2 separate regions of the Mus musculus genome follow, and region 2 is linked to region 1. The links are chromatin contacts, called in public Hi-C maps. All regions are on one chromosome and are shown on one strand. The core of a region is the stretch at or near the end of the contact, and the rest is flanking DNA. Distances in the headings are between cores, read along the strand shown. Region 1 has its middle 19 kb from the start of Gm43549. Region 2 overlaps Nbea (neurobeachin).

What was found. A called contact is a pair of places that touch in the nucleus more often than the background predicts.
Region 2: a contact with region 1 is called in a Hi-C map of the N1E-115 cell line, with 1.9 times the contacts expected there. The contact joins two enhancer-like sites.

Annotation. Positions count from the first base shown.
Region 1 is chr3:55,596,847-55,603,738 of GRCm38.p6, reverse strand. No RefSeq gene overlaps it. Among named protein-coding and RNA genes, the nearest start is that of Gm43549, 19 kb to the right of the region's middle. Within about 2 kb of position 3,253, at least 103 of the 459 cell types and tissues checked have an H3K27ac peak or open chromatin away from gene starts, as enhancers often do. A contact at or near this core is called in the N1E-115 cell line, where this site is marked.
Region 2 is chr3:55,740,255-55,747,230 of GRCm38.p6, reverse strand. All of the region lies in intron 41 of Nbea (neurobeachin), which reads left to right. Among named protein-coding and RNA genes, the nearest start is that of Gm46804, 36 kb to the right of the region's middle. Within about 2 kb of position 2,485, at least 27 of the 459 cell types and tissues checked have an H3K27ac peak or open chromatin away from gene starts, as enhancers often do. A contact at or near this core is called in the N1E-115 cell line, where this site is marked.

The DNA of each region.
Region 1 (6,892 bases), core at 2,004-4,503:
TGCTCCACTATGTTCATAGCAGCCTTATTTATAATAGCCAGAAACTGGAAAGAACCCAGATGCCCCTCAACAGAGGAATGGATACAGAAAATGTGGTACATCTACACAATGGAGTACTACTCAGCTATTAAAAAGAATGAATTTATGAAATTCCTAGCCAAATGGATGGACCTGGAGAGCATCATCCTGAGTGAGGTAACACAATCACAAAGGAACTCACACAATATGTACTCACTGATAAGTGGATACTAGCCCAAAACCTAGGATACCCACGATATAAGATACAATTTCCTAAACACATGAAACTCAAGAAAAATGAAGACTGAAGTGTGGACACTATGCCCCTCCTTAGAAGTGGGAACAAAACACCCATGGAAGGAGTTACAGAAACAAAGTTTGGAGCTGAGATGAAAGGATGGACCATGTAGAGACTGCCATATCCAGGGATCCACCCCATAATCAGCATCCAAACGCTGACACCATTACATATACTAGCAAGATTTTATCGAAAGGACCCAGATGTAGCTGTCTCTTGTGAGACTATGCCGGGGCCTAGCAAACACAGAAGTGGATGCTCACAGTCAGCTAATGGATGGATCACAGGGCTCCCAATGGAGGAGCTAGAGAAAGTACCCAAGGAGCTAAAGGGATCTTCAACCCTATAGGTGGAACAACATTATGAACTAACCAGTACCCCTGAGCTCTTGACTCTAGCTGCATATGTATCAAAAGATGGCCTAGTCGGCCATCACTGGAAAGAGAGGCCCATTGGACACGCAGACTTTGTGTGCCCCGGTACAGGGGAACGCCAGGGCCAAAGGGGGGGAGTGGGTGGGTAGGGGAGTGGGGGTGGGTGGGTAAGGGGGACTTTTGGTATAGCATTGGAAATGTAAATGAGCTAAATACCTAATAAAAAATGGAAAAAAAAAATGCCATTAGGAAAACAAAAAAAAAAAAAAAAAAAGAAAGGTGCTTTATATTTCTCCACACTGGCCTGGTCTGAATATAAACTGGAGGATGAAAAGCAGTCTTATTGGGAAATATCATGTGGAAAGTCTTCAGAGCTGTGAGCAGATCCTGGCATAGGTTAAGAAATTAGATGTGCCAATTTCTCGCTGGGTCAAATGCTGTCAATAAAGGAAACATTCACAAGGTGGCTCCCAGAGGCAGCAGAGGAATGGACATAGCAGAAGCTATTCCACTGTTGCTTGCTCAAGAGAACAAGAAGGGTTAAGCTCTGGGGTTCTGAAGTCACACTGCCTGCTGTGACCACCTGGGCCATTTCTCATTTTAAGATCTTGGTTAAGAAGGAATGATGGCATCTGCCTCCCCTGCTCCATTGCTACTTTTCACCCCAGGTACCACTTTCTTGGCCTGTCCCTGGCCTGGTCCCCACAGGTAGGGGACCTCTGGACATTGCAGGATACTGTTACCCTAGCAACCAAGAATGTCCTTGTAGATGCCCACTCTTCCCCATAGACCATTCTGTGTTGGCTAGTTTTGTGTCAACTTGACACAAACTAGAATCATTTGAGAAGAGGGAGACTCAGTTGAGGAAACACCCCCACCAGATTGGCCTGTGATGCCATGACAACCTGGCTTTACCCCTTCCCAGGCAGGGCTGGAATTATTTTCCTTCTGACCACCTCTTGTCCTCTCTGCTCTCCGATTTCCCCATCTGCCTTCCTCTCTCTTACCATGTTTGTTATTGGGGGCGGGGGCGCAACGGGGCCACATGTAACTTCAAAGAGCAGCAAGAGGCTTCTGTTTCAAAACTTCAGAGGCCTCTGTGCTAGGGTAGTTTCGTCCCTCTGGCTCCATTGAGCTTTGGGAATGGGGGTAGGGGTGGGGGCGTTAAGATGAGGTACTGTGTGTGGAAATCTGGAATGACTCTGGACTAATGGGGCTGCATGAGTCTTCCCGCTCTGTAGATGAACTGGAGTCAAGATTTGTAAAGCAATGTGGGACTGAGATCTGGCACAAAAAGTACTGCCCCCACCATAAAGGGATGGGATTGGGCCAGTGCTTGTGAAACCAAGGGACTGCAGGGCTTTCTGGCTCAGGTGTGTTCTGAAACTTTGAAACCATTGGCCAGCCGATGTCCGTTTCACCTTACAGCCAAACCTACAAGAGCAGCCTCCACCACTCAGCAGTAGACAGCGAGCACATACCCTCCCATCTGCTGTAGCAGAGCTCATTCTACTTCACCTTATACTCCCCCCCCCATCCCCATTTAAGTACATTCTCCCGCCCTGTTTAATAGTGAAACCCGTTTTAGCCTTCACAGCTCCAATGCCATGGAGCCATCTGGAAGGCGAAGCTTGATGTCGGTAGAGCCTCTTGCCTCCTCAGCTCTATCACCGGCTGCACATCTTGAACGAGAGCCACGGGATAGTTAGAACACTCTGCTAGTGACTAGCATGAAGTGGGCTAGCCACTTTACAGATGCATCGAGAGTGGGAGACTGTGAAAATAAAATGCCTGGCCTGCAATCGAAGGTCAGTTAAATGCTTGACTTTGTCTTCTCTGTCCTCAGATTCACACAGGTGGCTGTGCTGGGATCGTGGGAGGGCATCAGAGGAATGACAACTAGAGACATCCATGCAGATCCTTGTCATCTCTGATGCTTCCAAGATCTACAGCTCCTCCCTGCACGTGGGGAAGCTGAGGGACACCCTAGCATGGGTGTCGCTGAAACATGAAGTCCCCCTGGCTGGTTCCTCCAGGTTACGCAGGATCACCACATCATGAAATGATTTTCCTCCCCTCTGTATTTCCTTTTGTCCCCCTTTGCTTCTGAGACAAATGGAAAAATAATTCGATCTCCTTGATTCTGTTCACCCCTGATATTCTCCCCCTTCACACCGAGCACCACCCCTTGATAAACGAGAACACATGTGTTGGAATCTATCCTCCACTCGCCGGACTCAATCCTCCTCCTCCTCCTCCTCCTCCTCCTCCTCCTCCTCCTCCTCTTCCTCCTCCTCTTCCACCACTGGGTGAGTATGGGGTGGGTTCCATTCAAAAATTCTTAATTAAATTTATCACAAGAGGAAGAACATTGCTTTTCTGTAAAACTTTTTTTTTGGGGGGGGGGTAGTCCCCTATCACTCTAATTTAGAGCTACAGCAGTGCCCTTTAATCTAAATGTTTCCTTTCTCCAGCTCCAAGTTCTCTGGCGGGGTGGGGGTGTGGGGTATGCAGCAGGCTCAACAGAGCTTCTTTTGCCAAGTCAGTGCTGACTCATCAGGGTGGGAGCCAAAGGGTGACACATGCATATTTGGAGCATTACCCTATGTGAAGATCTCATCCAGGCCTGACCTAGGCCCTTCTGCTTCCTGATAGATTCATATGTGGACACCTTCCCTTTAAAAACTGGTCCTCTGTCTAGTTCCTTCATGCGAAGACTGCATTGACCAAAAATGACATTTCAAATGTTTGAATGTGAGTTTGTCATTGGTCTTTACTGTCTTGGTTTCTGGACAAAGAAACTTAACTCTTTAGAGAGCAACCCACACTGACAAGCTCTGCAGAAAGTCCACCTTTGTTCTGAGCATCCCCTGTAGCTGGCATCTGAAGCAGGATGCCTCCTTGAACGGAAAGGCATACCCCAGAATCCCTATAAACATCCTTACACTTCAACCCAAGGAAAACCGCCTGAAAGGAGAGCTACACTAGGCCCTTGCTGCCAGGCGACCCTCTGTTTATGTGGTCTTTGTTTATGTATGCCCAAGCTGATAAAAATCTCTACTTAACAGATGCACTCAAGCACCTCAGAAACTCATTTTCTTTCTATCGCAAGAGCTTTCCGGGAAGAAATGAAAGGAGAGGAGAGTGGGGTTGGCTGGCGTCCATCGTGTGGCCGTTTATTGTCATGGAATGTTGCAGAAGACGGCTCCTGCTAGTTCGTTTTGATTTCCGTGTGTAAATCTGCTCTCACCTAAAGCTTGACCACATGACGGTGCAGACACACATTAAACTGATTATTTCAGTCTGAGCCGTGTGTAGACAGCACACTCTAAATTGCACATAAAAATGTTCTCCTAAGCTATACCACCTGCCTGCACAAAGATCATTTTCTTTCATAAAGACAGACTCTAATATGTCTCTGAGATGCTGGCCTCCGGGCTCATGAAGACTGTCTCTCTGCAGGAACTGGTTTTGGGCTATGGCTTCTCTGGGCCTCCTGGTCTCCTTTCCAAAGAGGCAGGAATGCTGTTTGGCACGCGGGTGCCTTGGCCTATTGCTCAGAAGATTATCCATCTCATTCCCTCCCGTCAAAATGCTATCATACAGGAGGGTGTGTGGGTAATTGAAAAGCCTGGAAGAGTGTGACATAGAGAAGCAAGATGCATTGGGGGGGGGGGGCGGGGGACAACACAAGCCATCAAAGCCCATGAAAGATGAAAGGTCACATAATGTAAATGGGTGAAAAACATTGAACCAAAAGTAACTGGAAAAAGAGAGAGAGAGAGAGAGAGAGAGAGAGAGAGAGAGAGAGAGAGAGAGAGAGAGAGAGAGGAGAGAGAGAAAGAGAGAGAGAAAGAAAAGAGAAAGAGGGAAAGGAAAGAAAGAAAGAGGGAAAGGAAAGGAGAGGAGAGGGGAGGGGAGGGGAGAGGAGGAGAGGAGAGGAGAGGAGAGGGGAGGGGAGGGGAGGGGAGGGGAGGAGAGGAGAGGGGAGGAAAGGAGAGGGGAGGAGAGGAGAGGGGAGGAAAGGAGAGGAGAGGAGAGAGGAGAAGGAAGGGAAGCAAGCAACAAGCAAGCTAACTCTGGAAGGAATGGCTGAACTAATGTGACTTCGCCTTGTTAAGAGGTTGGGCAGCTGGCTCTCATTATCCACTCTGTCCTCACCAATGAAGAGAAGACTCAGGACTTGTGCCCACATAGGGGAACCGTGTTCTTGGAGTGAGTATTTCTCCCACAACTCTACTTCCAGGATAAAGTCCCCAACTCTGACTGAGAGTGGCTTCAGCCTCCTGGTTTGATGAGATTGTCTGATAAGACCTGAAGCCCATTCATTTAGGCTCTCTGTGTACACCTCTGTGTGTGTGTGTGTGTGTGTGTGTGTGTGTGTGTGTGTGCTTGTGCAAGGGCAATTTCCCATTAGACTCTCCTGGACCATAAGACTTTAATCTTGACCCTTCTCACTTTGAAGCCCCCTAGTCTCTGAGTTTCCCAACACTACTCTTTTTCTATTAATTCTTCATCTCCCTTGCAAATTCCTGCTCTCTGGTCCCATGACAATTGATTTTCATGTGGCAACTAGACAGACGGGGGTGACATAGTGCCAAGATATTTGGTCATAAATCATTCCGTTGTGTGTCCGAGGGTCTGTGTGAGACGAACTCCAGAATCTGCATGATGGGGCCAGGAGCTGGCCCTGTCCCCTGCATGTGGATGTCACCCCATCCTTTGAAAGGCCTAACAGAACTAAAGACTAGATAAAAAGAAAATCTTTTCTGTCTGCCTGGTGGTCTTCAGACAGACACATCAGTCTTCTCTGTTTTTGCATTGCCCTGAAATGTCAATGTTCCACCTTGGTCCTCAGGCCTCAGAGTATAAGTCCTTGAGATTTTTTGGTCTCCATCAACTCAAGGCAATCCTTTTGTTCCTTCTCTCCTGTTTAGGACAGAACTCAGGGGCACATACAAGCAAAACATATGAAACAGACCTAACCAGAGCAAATTCTTCTTTTGTGACATGTACTTACATCATGTGTGAGTCTGTGTATGAGTCTATGTGCACACAGCATTCAGCACACGGTGAAGATCAGAGGACAACATGAGCTTCTATGCCTAAATCTCTCTCACAGTCTCAGTTTGCTCATACTGCTGCAATGAAGACCATGACGGAAAGCAACATGAGAAGGAAGGGTTTATTGGCTCACACAGTCCAATCACAGTCCACCACTGAGCAAAGTGAGAGGAGGAATTCAAGGCAGGAACTAAAGCAAAGGCCACAGAGAAATACTGCTCACTGGCTTGCTCTCCGTGGGTTGCTCAGCCTGCTTCCTTAGCCCAGGACCATGTGTCCAGGCCCAAGGTGGACTGATACCATCTACATCAATCTTCAATGAAGAAAATGCCCACAAACTTACTTGCCCACAAGCCAATCTGAGGGAAGCATTTTCATGCGAGGTTCCTCTTTTCAGATAAGTCTATCCTATGCCAAGTTTACAAACAAACAAACAAACAAAAAACACAAAACAATGACAACAACAAAAACCAAGAAAACAAAACAAAAACAAGCAAAAACCCTAGCCAGGGCAGTTTCAAATGAGTCACCCAATTCAGATCCCTGCAGTGGCTCCCAGTCTATCAGCAAGCCAACCCTTGGAACTTACGATTATTTATTTCAATGACAACATGTCTGAATCCTAAATATGAGCACAGTGTTCTTAAAAGAAGGCCAGGAGACTTGACATAAACCGGGTTAGCCTGCCTTTGCTGTGACAGAATGCTTGAAGCAAACAACTTAAAAGGAGAAATGATATTGGCTGAGTGTTTCAGGTGTCAGGGCAAGGTTAGTTGACTCTTGTTCTGGGGCTTGTGGGGAGGCTCACCTGGGGCAGGGGCATGGGGCAGAGAGTAGCTGCTTATTTCAGTGGTCCCAGGAAATACACACACAGATACACATAGAAACATGCATACACACAGAGATACACAAAAGACAGCCACACATACATATCACACCACACAGACACACAAACACACACACACACACACACAAAACCATACCATAAATGCGGACACAGACACACACACAGAGTCATAGATAGACACACATGCACAAACACACACACACACAGAAAGACAGACAGACAGACAAGACAAGACAGAGACACAGACAGACAAGACATCAGGTGACACTGAGACTCTAGGAAATTACAGCA
Region 2 (6,976 bases), core at 1,236-3,735, 140 kb before region 1:
GGGCTTTCATTGTTCTCCTTGTGGGACGGGAATTGCTACTCTCATTTTTCTAGAGCAAGCCTTAAACATCTTATGTTTCTCAGAGTACAGAGTTCATAGCGGGTCCGGAAGACTCACCCTGCACTTAGGTTGCCTTTTCTTGAAATAATAAGGCTTCTTTTGGACTTGCTTCCTTGAGATTCCTGAGAAGTTTAGAAGAAGTCCAGAGGCACTCACTGTACTGTGGGTGTGGACCCCACTGGATTAAGATACCACAGGCAGGCGAGGAATTAAGAGAGAAGTCATCAGGGACATGAGGATGCACTAAGAGTTACCTTGTAGAGAGGTGCTTGCCTTTGGGGCAGGGGAGAGGTGTTGATGTTATAAATGATGAATCAGTTTCTACTATACTGGTGTAAGTTTCCCAGAAGCCTTGTTAGCTGATAGATAGCAATCACCTGGTAAGTGTAAGACTTCCTCCCCAGCAGCGCTCTAGCTCTTCCTTTAGATTTATCTGTTTTGTCTTTTCACAGAACTAGAATTTAGACTTCTCCATTTTCATTCACTAAGGTTTGTGCTTTTGTTTAGCTGCATTTTCTTCTCTTTTCTGTTTTTTGTTATGTTCCTTTTGACTTTAGTATTTCACTTGTGTTACATTGATATATTTGTCTTATTATAGTTGAAATATTCAAAACCAAGAGTTTGTATTAGCATTTTACTTTTATCATTCTTTACTTAGACATATCACTTTTAAAGCTATCTTGTTATGTTTTGCCTCAGAGAGTGACTTGACTCCAGTTGAATCCAAAGGCTGGAGAGTCTTTGATGCCAAAATCTTTCTTTGGAACCCTAGAAAGGGTAAAATATGGAGCCTGACTCTGCTCCTCATTTCTGGATCCTATACCTCACTGCCTAGGCCACATGGAACCCACAAGGAAGAGCTATGTTGTAGACTTGAGAAAGAGAAAAGATCTTTTATATGGGTTCAGTGGTCAGCTCATCTTTGAGCAGCAAGGTCTGGTTGAGGAAAGGGGGTTAAAGAGACTCCTCAGCACCCTCTCCTCCTCCTTGCTCACTTTCATCTGCTCCCATAAGTACCAGCATTTACCTAGCACCCAAGCCTATTACATGCAATTGCTTAAAACATGAACTTTGCCATAGTGCCTTGTTATTCAGAAATTTGACTGTTTATCAAGGTATGCATTATATGTCTGCAGAGGTTGGGAGCAAACACTATATTATGAAATGAATTTGAAACCCAGGCAGTTAATTTGCTTATCTGTATCTGTTCCTGTAATAATTTAGAAAAATTTAGTAGTGATGCTATGCTTAGAACCACTAACGTCTAACGTCGTTCCTGGGAAAAGGCTGAGATATTGGGAAACATTTTCATAAGCCCTTTAATGAAAATTTCATTGTAACTACTTCTAAGAGCTTAATGAAAATCGGAAAAGTTAGTAAATTACATGTATTTTTTGAAGAAGAAATAATTAACTGAGAAAACTTGTCCATATCTCTGGGGAAATGTTCTCTATATAATGTCTAAGGTAGGATAATTGTTGTCACAGTCCATCAGTAGTTTTCTAACAAACTCATAAACAGAGTTCACTGCTTAGTTGTCCCGTGCAAGATTGGTGCCTGGTAAAGGCTGTTCTCTACTCCCTAAATGTCATCTCCTTCTGCGTCCCCCGTATTTGGAGGAAAAGTGGAGTCCTCATGTCTCTTTTCTATGGAGTAGAGTTCTGTTCTCGAACGTGCAGCCACCAATCACCACCTCCTAATGAGGAGGCAGGTTTCAGTGTGTGCTACGGGAGAACTAGAGCGTTTAGACTGGACCTTTCTCCTCGGCTCAGCTTTGTCAGCCTTCCGAGGCTCTGTGCCTTTGATGAGGCAAATGAGGAGCTACCTATCCTTTCTTCCTTCCAGTAAAATAGGATAAAAGTTACTGCCTCACTTTTCAGATGGTGACTGTATGTGAATAGAAAAAAAGTCAGGTAAAAGTAACCAACAACATATTATCAACTACCCAATTTGAGCACACCCAAAATTTTTTCACATTGACTTTTTTTAAAGAATGAAATCTTATGAATACAAATGGTATCTTACCTTGGTTCTACTCTGATCTCTCTTTCTCTAGAAAGTTCTTAGGGGCGCATTATACAATTTTATCATGTTCAATTTAGACTTTATATTCAATTTTCCACTTCTCACAAATCCCAGAATATGCACATTCATTATGATGACTTTATCCATGTGCACATATCTGTTATGTGTGATCATGTCCTGTACACATGCATGTTAGACATGTGTGGAGGATGGGGTCGATTTTGCTGCCTTCCTTTATTGCTCTCCACCTTGTGTTTCCAGACAACCCAAAGCTGTTTGGTTGGCTAGATTGGCTACCCAGCAATCCTCAGAAATCCACCATCAGCATCTCCTCAGCGCTGAGGCTTCAGGCTGGTGCAGCTATACTTGGCTTCTGTGTGGTTACTGGGAACCCATACTCAAGTCTGAATGCTTTTGCAGCATCCACCGTACCCACTGAGCCATCTGCTCAGACTCTAGGGTGATCCCCAGCATCGGAGCAGGCCATTTACATGGTCTTCCAAAAATCTTGAAGTGAAGGCGCAACCACCCTGCTTGCCTTTTGTTTTCTTTCTAAGATTTAGTTGATGGCAAGCAAAACCAAAGCCCACCCTGCATCCCCAGTGTGAGCTCATTCACTCAGCATGTTTATTTTAATCATTTCTCAAAATGGATAAAGACCAGAAGCAATTTCATAACTTGATTAAAGCTTCTGTGCTGAGCAGATCTCAGTGACAAACATGGATATTTACCATATTGGAAATAAGGTTAATACTTTAAAACAAGGTTGACAAGAGAAAAATTGTCTTAGTTTGCAAAAAGGATATTTGTTTCTTTAAGTGAAAATTGGGGTCAGTAGGTCAGAGCTCTCCATGCTCCTACATGACTGAAATGAATTAAATAATGCTGCAGAAAAGCCACACTGAGCAAGCTAATGACAAAATTATACATTGATGCTCGAATAAAATCATCATACACTGGAAACACTTGGTATAAGGAAATATGAAATGTTCACCTTCATCACCTCAGTACGGAAGTCAAGTCCCAGTCCTCCTGTGCTCATGGTCACGGCCACCACAGATCACGCCCAGGAAGCAGCTGTTCACCTCTATTTCCTTCTCTCTACACACTGATTTCCATGTGATAAGAATTATTGTTTCATTTCAAAATACTCCACAGCACTTACTGCTGTCTGGGGTAGATATTCTTCTGTAATCCCAATTTGGAGTTGGGATCACCTCTAGATCCACCATCTACACTACAGCCGCCCTTTGAGGCTGACTTGGTTACCCCCACTTTATAGGTAGAAAATGATCAAACACATGGCTGAGCTGACAGTGCTTGTGAGTGACAGTCACTGGGTGACAACTCCATGTCTGTACTGGTGATATTTCAAGAGTGTCACTAACTAATGCTTGGTTTAGTGTGGGCTTTTGAAATGCAGTGAAAATGTGAGTTGGCAACTATTTTTCATAATCAGAATAAAAAGGTCTCCACAACATAGATATGCTTAGAGCATTGTATTTGACACTTTGGGATTTGATGACAGCACCAGAAGTTACCCTATGGAAATGGTTTTGTCAGCAAAAACGCTAAATTGTATGTGACACACCTTATTCCATTTGTTTGTACGAGAGCACACACAAGTTATGGCCAGCTTTGGACATGTGACCATAGTAGAGCTGTACAATGTCCACAGGATGCTGAGATAGAAAGTTGTCTAGTTGAAATGAGGTCTTCATCCAGTCCCTGGTAAAGGTGGTCCAGCTTGTGGTGTCCTTGTTCATAATGACACTTTTCCCCAACAGCACCAAAGCAAGGCATTTCTCACAGTCTTGTGTAAATTCTAGTTTTATCTCATTACTCTCTTCATCTGTGAGGATAAAATCAGCCTTGAAAGCTTTGTTTTGAAGACATGCAATTTGAGTGTCAATAAACTGAACTGAAAATAGAGTTGACTTTCTGAGGTGATGTGTCTGGTGCATTGGAGGAGACCAGGATGGTTTGAAATTCCTTTTTTTCTGTGCCCACATTCTCCATGTGATAATTTATTTCTTTTTCTATGGTACGGCTTTTTCTTTTGCATTATTATAAAGTAACATTCATTGGGCCTGTTAGTGGACGCTTTTAATTACTGTGCAAAACTGAGGGTAATCGAAACAAAAGCATTGTTTTCAATCCTAGTTTTTTTTCCTCAAGTCCATCCTGTCAAGCTGAAAGCATGAAAGTTATTTTCTGGTGATGTGATTAGATTGGGGCTGAACTCTCCAGCTGGCAGGCCTGTCTATGACTGGCGGCAGCCTGTCCCCAGTGCTTGTCATTTCCTGACATGCCTGACAGGATGGGGACAGCCGCCCCAGATAGGTTCATTAGATGGTGTTTTCTACAGCTGGGCAAATAAATAAATAAATAAATAAATACCCTGTGCTTTGTCAGGACCCAAGCTATAGAACCTTTCTTGTTGGTGTAAACCAGGGCTTGTTTTGACAAATTTAGATTTTCTGACACATCCTTGTTTCTTTCCCCCTTGGCCTGCACTGTGCTTTCTGCCTTGTTGAAGCTTCACAATCCTCACACACCTTCCCAGGAGAAAACGACCTACAGTTATGGAGGGTCTACCACACGAAAAATAGTGTACCACACCATAAAATAGCAGTGGCTGGTCAATTTCCATGGTGACTCCACAGGGGGAAGAGAAGAGTCTTAGTAGTGCAGTAAGCCAATTATAGGAAAGCTTAGAGTTTCCACAGAGCCAGCAACAGTCTACAGACATGAGAATGTCCGATCACTACTAGCCATATACACCGCAGAGCACAACCTTCTTTAGAACTGCCAGGCACTTGAGCTGTCTTCAGCGCTAGGCTAGGAGGAAGCTGACAGTGTTCTTCCTGGGCTGATAGGTTTTTGTGTGAGAAGAGAAATTAGCAAGGATTATAGAACACCTACCTGGTCATTAAAACCAGAAATAAATTCCAAGTCCAAATTTGGAAATCTATTTCTGTGTCAGGGGTGGGACCCATTACTGTTCATTAGATTTGACCAAATCCAGCATGATTTTAAAACATAGGAGTATGACAGTAATGGTTTACTATCTTCACCACACACTTATCCATTTTAAATGGCAGATTTGGAAAAGAAAAGGATTGTTCTCTGTAGGTCATACCTGTAACTAAAAAGTAGGTATTGGCACTTTCTAGTCTTGTCAGCCACACTCTGTCCCTTGGCCTGCAGGGACAATGAGGATGATTCTCAGTAAGCTGCAAACACTTGACCACAGCTCCTGCATCCCAGCGCCAGCATCGGCTGTCTTTGTCTTCACGTCATGCACAAACACAGAGTGCAATAATGTCGCTGGTGTAATAAACAGGATCCAAGAAACACAGGAAGCCCAGCCCTTACCTTTCTTTTGTGTTGCTTCTCCACTGCTCTTCTCCCGTCTCTATGACAACTGTGTAAATTGGGATGGGCAACTGTCATCTGGAGTATTACTGAGAGAAAAGTGTTAGTGAGCACACAGCTCCCATAGATGGAGCATTTCAATATAATCCAATTTTAATTGAGCTCCAGAGACTTTGATGTGCTGCAGAAGGTTGGGCAAGAGCTATTCCAGGGAGAAATTAAAGCAGCCTGGCCAGGCTCCCCGCTCCAGACTGTCACCATCTTAAGCCGGCATTAGCATCAGACCTAACCTGCCCCTATGGAACGTCTGACTTCTCTTTTCAGAGTCTCCCGATGTGTTTTGCCATATGTAAAGCAGAGTGCTTTCATCTTTTTATATATGTTTTTACACCCATTCGATTAGACTTGAATGGCTTGTAGCATACCCGAGACTCCTCTCCCGCTGTCTATTGGACTTCAGTTCAGGGGAAAAGTTGGGGGGGATGGGATTGGGGGAGAGCAGAGCAGGGATTAGGGTGAAATTGTCAGCTATCACATATTAAACTTTCTTTTTAATATTGCTGCGTGAGAGCCAATCTTGAAGGTAAAAAGTTGAAGGAAGTATAATTTTTCTTTAGCATCGATTTACTGTTGTGGTACCGTTCAGTGCCTAGATACTTGGGCATTTATCAAAGCAAACAAAGGTTCTTATTTCACAGTGCATTAAAGTTATCTTTTTCTTACCTGGTGAAGGGGCTCACAAAGAGAGCCAGCTATAAATTCTCACATAGGCCTATCAGTCCCTAATCCAGAGACTAGGAATTCTTTTTTTTTTTTAAATCGGGAGGAAAATTGGTACATTTCATGTATATTCTGTGAATTCTAAAATATTTTAAATATATTTTGTTCAGAATTCCTAAAAGTGACATAAGATCACACTATGAACTAAATTTAAAAAGCATGAAGCAGAATGCTGTGCAAAGAGCTGTAGGAAGTGTTACTTAGTGACAACATCCCCAGCCTGTCATCTTCATTACCAAGTTAGAGAAGTCATCGTAAAGTGGTGAGGAATGAGGTAGGATGATGACATTCATTTAAGCCGGGCATCCCAGCTCAGGCCACACCCACAGGGCCTGGTAAGAACTGAGGGGTGCCAAGAACTGCAGGCTAGTGTGAGCTTCCAAACTCACCCTAAGTGGGCCTCCTCTGTAACTTTTCTTCTTATAAGTAAACAGGCACTTACTCAGTTTGGTTTTTTGTTTATTTGTTTGTTTTTTGGTTTTGGGGTTTTTTTTTGTAACTTTGTATTCCTTTTCTCTTAAAAAAAATACCTTAGACTTCATAGCATAAGGTAATTACATGCATTCTCACTCCCAGGGGTGACTGCCAGCCTACATGATGCTGTGGTAAACAAAACTACCCTGAGTACTCCATCAGGTACTAAGTTAACCTATCAGGGGAAGATACAAACCCACATGACACACCAAGATCGGAAACTTGTGGGTCACAGCACTTGCCTGTGTATCCTAGCTTT